2 separate regions of the Anas platyrhynchos genome follow, and region 1 is linked to region 2. Evidence: chromatin contacts called from public Hi-C data. All regions are on one chromosome and are shown on one strand. The core of a region is the stretch at or near the end of the contact, and the rest is flanking DNA. Distances in the headings are between cores, read along the strand shown. Region 1 has its middle 10 kb from the start of SGK1. Region 2 has its middle 38 kb from the start of ALDH8A1.

Region 1 (3,848 bases), core at 534-3,033, 370 kb before region 2:
GTAGCCATACACTGTTAACTGAAGCGTGGCTCAATGCCTCAGTGAGATAATATTCTGTATTCAGGGTTGAATAAAATAATAGTTGGATAACTACTTATCAAACAGAAATGTTTCTTAATAAGGTTTTGTCCAAGTCTACACATATATTTTTAAAATACCTCGGTAAATTATAACTTTACAACCAAACTATGAAAATACATCAATAAATTACAACTTTATTTGTCCACCTTGGTGGACAAATTGCTTGTACCTACACCACCACCCTCTGGATCTTGAGTTTAAGAATGGCATCTAGCCCAGGATATGTAGTGTGATCCCAATCCTGAAGCCAAGTGGCCTGGAGCACTAAGAAAATTTGGACCCAAATCTGGAAATAAAAGTCACATCTGAGACCCCCTTTACCATAATCCAATGAAGTCTTGCCCATAGGTTGTTGTGTGGTTGCCACTTAAAAGTAATCAATGCATTATTTTGTGCCTTCAGAAAAGCTAGGCCCCTGTATACACACAGATCTCTATTTCTTATTGGTGTACCTCAGCTCAGTCAATCATTAACTACAGTATGTTGTATGACATCTATTAATTTCATTCAAATCCACATAAAGGCTATATTGAGCATATATAGCTGAATAGCTACAGCATGGTTCTTAGCAGGAAACTTTACTGAATGGCATTTACTTTGTATTTGGAGAGAGGCTAACTGCACAGCTGTCTTCGGAGCGGTGTGTTCATTTACCTGAATTAATGAAATGATTTCCCTGGGAACAGCAAAAAAATGATAATTGACTTACAATATATTTTTGAACCTGTTTGGTCTCTCTACTATATCTCTACTTCAGTATACTAAAATGAAGTTTGTTTTCTAACTTAAAAAAATACCAGTGTAGAAATTCTCAGTATCAAGCCACCAGGGAACAGTCATTATGACAGACTCTAAAGAATGGGAGAGATGTTTATGAGTACTGAAAAAGAGGGATGAAGTCTAAGAAGGCTTAGGCCTTATCCTATAAACCACTTATTTGTGTGCTTCACATACTACATTCATAAGAGATGGCCTGAAGTGTGGGATATCTTTTCTGCATAAATGCAGAAAAAAAAAATGCAGTTTCTTTCACAAACCACTGCATGCCTCACGTCCTCCAGCATGGTGGGGAAAGCTGATTCAGTGAACAGATCCTGATCAAACAAATTGGCCCAGGCTGTAGCCCATTTCCTTACTGTTTGATCTTCCAAAATCAGGAGCTACTGAAGGAGCCCATGGGCATGGTGTATGTTGCTCTTGCCCATTGCAGCTTAGGCCTACTCACTAGAGGACAGGGAAGGACTGAGCACTGGCTTTATAAGCAGTTGGCAGTCTGTGCACCAAAACACTAAAATGTAGGGAACTCTTGTGTTTAATGAAATGGAGGAAACTCTTGTGTCAGCTGGGTGCATCTCAAAAGCTGGTGGATCCAGAGAGAGGGATCTTGCAGAGGAGCCTGCACCTGACCAAATGAAGAGTTCATCGAGGCTGGCTGAGGCCTATATAGCTTGGGGAAAGAAAGACACCTGTCACCAGGAGGCGAAGCCTGTGAGGAACAGGAACAGGAGTTATGAGATCACTCCTGTGCCTTACTTAACAGTAGGGTAAAGCAATTGATAACCCAGGTGTAGAAGGACACCATTTCCCAGCTCCAGAAGCTACAGGCCCCTTTTGCTACTGAGTGTTCATGGCCGCTCAGGCTTCCTTCTCCTCGGGAGCGCTGCACGGCCATGACCACACGGTGTCACTCTTGGTCCAGGTGGACTGTGACAGCCAGGGCACCTGCTGCCATGGGACCCGACAGGGGGTAAAGCCGGGGAGCAGAGGGCTCCAGCTGGGCAGCGTGGCTGAAGGGGGGGCCTTCAGCTGTGGGCAGCTATCGTTTGAGGATCTCACATAACCAAATATTGGCACAAGTGGTGAAAAAGGTTCAAGGGATTTCCCGGCCAGGTCCAGGCAAGCCACACAGGAAAGTGCCACCACACTTTCAGTCAGTGGTACCATGTACAAAGATCAGGGACCTCAAGGACATGGACATTGATTGCCTTCAGCCCTGGCTATGGTCCTGACATCAGATTGGCAGCACAGCACCAGGCAAGCTCACAGTCGGGTACTTTATGCTATACTAAATCTGTAGAGAAGCACAGAGGTCCACTTTCCCCCATGACTACACCTTTTATTATTATTATTATTATTCAGGCACATGGGAGTAGGAGGAAACTCCTGAATAAACAATAGACCCCTGAGGTCTTCAGGGCTCCCAAACACTGAAGGTTGTAAAATTTATGTCATGACTGCAGGTGACCAAATGGAAATGTGTAGTGGTTATACAACATTATTGCAGTACCCATACCTTTACAGAAAAAAAACTGATGAACTTCAGTCTCCCAGAGAAAACTTTCATCTCATGCCTTACCTGATAATAAAGCAATCTGCTGGCCAGATTGTCTCTGATTCAAAAAATAAATGCAGCACGTATCTGCACTATCTGTTTAAAGTTTTATTTTTCAAAGGACACACTTTTTTTTTTTTTTTTCTTTGTTTACTCTCATTTTTGGAAAGCAGTTTTGGAAGCATTTTTACAGAAACTTTCCAGAGGCAGTTCCAGCCAGCATGGAAAATTTTATCTCAGTCTTTATATGTTGGTCTTGACATCAGAAACAGTGAATGTGGGAGGTATCAGAAACCATCATTACTATAAGCCATTTTGCTAGATCTACCAGGGACAACTATAGCCATATGGTATCACATGAACATCTGTAGAGCTACAGTAAAATAGGAGAGTAATGTTAAATATTTGATTTCACTTCGTAGAAGAGTGCAGATGGGCCAGGATTCATCTCACCTCATTTTAGGTACCCTAGGTAAGATGCCTAATTAGAACCACCACACAAAGCTCTTTTCTGAGCCATGTCCCCCCTTTTATTTATTTATTTATTTATTTATTTTTCCTGGTATCTGCCAGTAGAAATTTTTCACTCTACTTGCAAAGCATTACAAGAGTCTTGTTTTTCTTAATTAATTTCTGCAGACTCTTTATGAGAAGTGTATGGAAGATGGTCATAGAATACAATGTGAAAACCTTTTGGAGGAGAAAAAGGCATTTCCTGCCTGACTCTCTTAAGGTACACACCACCCTCCAGAAAGTACCTGCCACTTTCTTGATTATACATGGAGCATAAGAAGAATACCATAATCACCAGGAAGCTTCAATTAACTTCCTAAGGTTCATGAAGTGATATGTGACTTATGGTGCATAAAGATAAGTGATACAGAATGAACTATGTGAAATGTCTGAATTTGTGTATGTTTGTATGTACCATCAATACACTCCGTCCAGGGAATGTAAGAGGGCCCTATGGCACTTACTGGACAGAATACAATATAATGTTTGATTTAAGGCTCATTGGGTCAACTGTTCTGCTACCTAAAGCTACCCAAGCCAGTGGCAGTTATAGCACAGCTGACTACCACAGACTGTCTCCCTTTAGGCATGCCTGTAGTATGTTAACACCAGGCATATAAAAACACAGGCAAATTATTCACCTTTGCTACACTGAAAATGGAGGCGTTGTGTTGAATATGCATTGCTAACAGTTGCAGACTTTTGCACAAAGCAGCAGCAACATAACGAGCCTATGCACAGTAAAACAGTTAAAATTACAATCAGACTGATTGTTTTTTTAAAAGTTACCCATTAAAATTTTGCTATGTACTTGGCAAAGACAAAATGCACCCATGGTACAGCTCTGAGTCACTGAAGTTCCACGTTTCTTCATTATTAATACCTCCAGTGGATTTTTATTAAAATTGGTAGAAAGTATTTA
Region 2 (4,089 bases), core at 1,305-3,804:
CTGCTCAATGATCAAGACTGCTGTGGGAATGAAAAGATCCTATAATAAGACTTACAGGCACCAGAGATTAGGTTTAAAGTTCCCCACCCAAGTTTCCATGGGCAGATGTTCAGAAATGTAAATTGCATTTTCGCCTTGAGAATTGCCCTCAGTGTCCCTGAGTTACAAAATCCTAATGCGTGTCTCCATTTCATCTGTTTAGCACTACTCTAATTTATGGCTAAACATCTCTGGGTTTTCTCCCTCAACAATCAATCTAGAATGACTCTCACAATATTGCAGAGTTGGGTCATTTCCGATTCTTGTTTCATCTTGTCCATTCTAGCTGCAGAACTGAATCACGTTAATTTCAAACCACATAATTGTTTATCCACACGGAAGGTAAGTAGCCTCACAAGCCATATAACATGGGATCCGAATGGGGTTGCTTAACATGACTGATACCATTCCTTCACATGCTGCTTCCCTGAGTGTCTCTACCCTCAATGTGTTCTCCACAACGTGATAGTGTCACCACCACCTTCTCTTTCCTCCTAGTGCTTCCCTCAGGCTGCCTAGGCCCAGACTCTCGTGGTTGTGAGTCTGGAACATGGCTTTAAACAAACTCTGCACTGCTATGGGAAAATACCCACAATAATTACATGGACCTGGAATAATGGGCTTGTGCAACATCAAATAGGGCCTAAAATCATGATATCTAAACAAGTTGCCTCTAATAAAATCCATAGCATAGCCAGGGGATGCTCAAGGTTTCGTGACCACCAAGCAACATTGTCCTTGATACCTCTTGTCTGCAGCAATCCACTGTCCCAAGAGGCAACATACGTGGGAGCTCCAGGAGAGGGTCACACAGGGCTTTGCACGGGGCGACTCCTGTAGCTGCCTTCCCACAGCTGTTGTGTGCTCAGCTGCACCAGTACTTGACCCATTTACAGTTGCTATGGAGAGACTGGAGCGTGCAGAAGTACCACATCCTTCAGTGGCAGCAAAATCTCACAGAATTAAATATCTATTTGTGAATTTAAAGGGGAAATACAACAAAATAACTTAAAATCTGTGTCTAATGATTGCTGGCAAACATGAGTTATCTGACAAATCTCATCTATCACCCTTCATTACCTGTAGGCTGATAACTATCATAAGACCCCCTTCATAACGAACTCCCTTAATAAAAGAGAGGGAATTGGGCACCTCTCCTTTTAAGCCATTCAGTTTAAAAACTCAAACACTTTTTGTTTTAATGGTGTTACAACCCCCCCCCTCCCGCCCAAAAAAAAAAGAAAAAAAAGAAAAAAAAAAAAAAGATTAAAGCAGCGTTAAGCCATGAATCACATTTTTGTGAGCAGTGTTGTTTCTCACAAATTTTGTTGGTCTCTCCACCAACAATGGAATTTCTGTCCCTGGTAATTGTGCTGCAGCCACACCAGCTATAATCAAAACAGCACAGTAGTGAGAATGATTCCCTGACATTGCAAAGAGCTCCAACACCCACTCCTTCCAAGTGCTTCTATTTGGCAATGTTTCTTGCAGAAACAGTAGTATATTAAGGTTCATTGAGCCAATAGGAAATGACCATAAGCTTTTCACTCAGGCTTCAGACCAAAGTAAACATTTTATGCATTCTTAATGCTTTTTTCATAAACTTATCCCCCTTTTCTGCCAAGCAATGAATTTATGGAACCCAACAAGGTATAGAAATACTGAACTACTCCAAGCAACTCCGTAGTCATGAGACTGTCAGCCCAATGTTGAAGGCTCGGTGGCTAAAGTTAATTTTGGTCAAGCCCCTACTTAAAGGTATTTCTACCCAAATATTTTCAGCACATAAAAGCAATAATTTATTGAAACTACAGATTGGTGAACAATGTTATCTGTGCTCATGTGTCAGTGGATGGCTGTCTGTTAGTCATTTATGTACATGTAGCAAAGCACACACATTTATCATTTTTGGTTTTTTGTTCATTTTCCAAAATTTATAAGCCTAGCTGGGGATCAGCATTGCCAAACACCCAGATTTGGGGGAGTTCAGTTTAAAACTAAATTTTCAGTCCCATTTTTTCACCCTGTCTTCCGAGCCTGTTGCATTGGCATTACCAGAGGGAGGGAAACAGGTTGAAAGAACAAAGTAGAAAATCAGGTCATATACAGTCTATTCTAACAAGAAAGTCCTACAGGCAAATGATCTGGGGCTACTGAAGCTAGAAAGGGAAACTGTGCTAAAGCACAGTTTTATTAACAGCGACTTAGGCACCCCATAACACGCACACACCGTTAGTAAAGGCTGAAAGCAGAGAGCTGAAAATAAAGACGTAGGCAATGCCTTTCATCCATCCGAGAGACAGAGGGAGGTGGCAAGTCCCGCAGTGACACAGTGCCATCTAGCGAGTCCTTCCCTCAAGGAAAAAATAGAAATAAAATTTAAAAACCCACTAAATTACACCTTCAGCTAAGAAAAACCTAAATTACATCTCAGGGTAGGGGAAAGAGCCTGGCAAGCAGCCTGTTCCCACAGCAGTGTGTGGGGTGAGTGGGCAACAGCTGCTGGGGAGGTTTGGGATGAAAGTCATCACCCCCTTCACCACCCTCTGCGGGGACAGGGACCAGGGAGCAACCTCGGAACCTCGGGCCTCAGTGCCTGGCCCTGGACACTGAGAACTGGTGGGCAATGGATCTCATCATCGGTTTGCCAGCTTCAGGCAAGCCAGCATGTAAGGACACTTTTTTTTATTATTTTCTTTTTTTAATAAATTTAAGGGTCCCCGAGGCCCATGTAAAAGGCAGCGCAGCTTCGGCAGATGTAGCTGGGGTTCACTTAGCCAGCACTTTGCTTCTCAGGGTTTAATTAGCTGCTGCTGTACTAAATAACAGCTCCCAAGAGGCAGAGATACGTCAGTGCCCAGAGCTGGTGCCTGTGTGAGAGTGGAGAACTGCTGCAGCTCAGTGCCAGCAGGAGCGCTGCAACCATGAACCAGTTAAAAGGACCTCTTCCCTCCCGCTGCCCACCCGCTGCCTCTTGGGCTGTCAGCTGGGCTTGAAGGCATGAGCTTTTTCTGTGAGTAGCATCTGAGTGTACTCTTTGCCTTCTAGACCTGTTCAATTTGTTCGTGATGTCAGTGTTTTTCTGAGCAGTCATGAGAACAGGTTTGCTTGGTTTGTTTGCTTTAAAAATAAACAAACAAACAAACAAAAAAAAAAAAACAAAACAAAAAAAAAAAAACAAACAACAACAAGGAAACCAAGGAAATCTGTTTAAAACAACAACAACAAACAGTGATTAAAATGTTACTGCATGATTCCAAAGTCCTAGAGAATAATATCTAATACTGCCAGCTATCAGCTGTGCAATACTGGTGCTTATTTATCTCAAATAAATATATCAAAGAGGTATTTTATTCTGAAAGACTTATTTTACAAGTGTGGAAAACTACAAAACCGAGAAGGAACTTTCTTATTTTAAGAGAAAAGTAAAACCCAAACTGCTCAGCACAGGCAACTCTGGGAACATACAGTGATCTTTTGATGCTGACAGTTACTTAAAAGCTGATTTATCCCTCTCCTTGTGAGATGTGATTCAGGTGTTGGTGCTGTCCAGAAGCCACGTGTTCTCATGAACAAAGTACCAGGCTGGGTACAGGTGAAGAGCACATATTTCTGTTTCTGCTTCCATCTGGCCTGAAGAAACCCACGCTTTTTCACTGCTGCACTGCTGCCCCAGAGCAGGAGACCACTACAAGCTGCTCATACAGGTGGGGACTGGGGGACAGCAGCATGGCCTCAACATCAGTATGTGACAACCCCTGTGTCAGCAGATGTGGGTGAGGACTACTACCTTTCACTTACCACTAAATCCATGCTTCATCTTCTTCATTGCTAACCAAAAGCAAAATGACTAAGAGGAATACTAGCCTACCAGCTTGGGACTTGGGAGTGCCAAACACAGCTCCTACGCCACCTTAGAGCACAGTGACCCTAAGCACAGGAGGTGCAGGAGTGCCACCCAACTTCCACTCTGAATGCACTCTTTGGCAACATCCAGTCCTTGCTCTGAGGTACGACTCAGCAGTAAATCATACCCTTCCTCTTCCCCTG

The links. Hi-C and Micro-C count contacts between places; a contact is called where the count stands out from the background.
Region 1: a Hi-C map of skeletal muscle shows a contact between it and region 2, with 5 times the contacts expected there. The contact joins two enhancer-like sites. A contact is called at or near these places in 6 of 8 Hi-C or Micro-C datasets (F1 follicle, F5 follicle, liver and 2 more).

Annotation. Positions count from the first base shown.
Region 1 is chr3:61,833,931-61,837,778 of IASCAAS_PekinDuck_T2T, reverse strand. No RefSeq gene overlaps it. Among named protein-coding and RNA genes, the nearest start is that of SGK1, 10 kb to the right of the region's middle. Within about 2 kb of position 1,783, at least 2 of the 8 cell types and tissues checked have an H3K27ac peak or open chromatin away from gene starts, as enhancers often do.
Region 2 is chr3:61,465,631-61,469,719 of IASCAAS_PekinDuck_T2T, reverse strand. No RefSeq gene overlaps it. Among named protein-coding and RNA genes, the nearest start is that of ALDH8A1, 38 kb to the right of the region's middle. Within about 2 kb of position 2,554, at least 2 of the 8 cell types and tissues checked have an H3K27ac peak or open chromatin away from gene starts, as enhancers often do.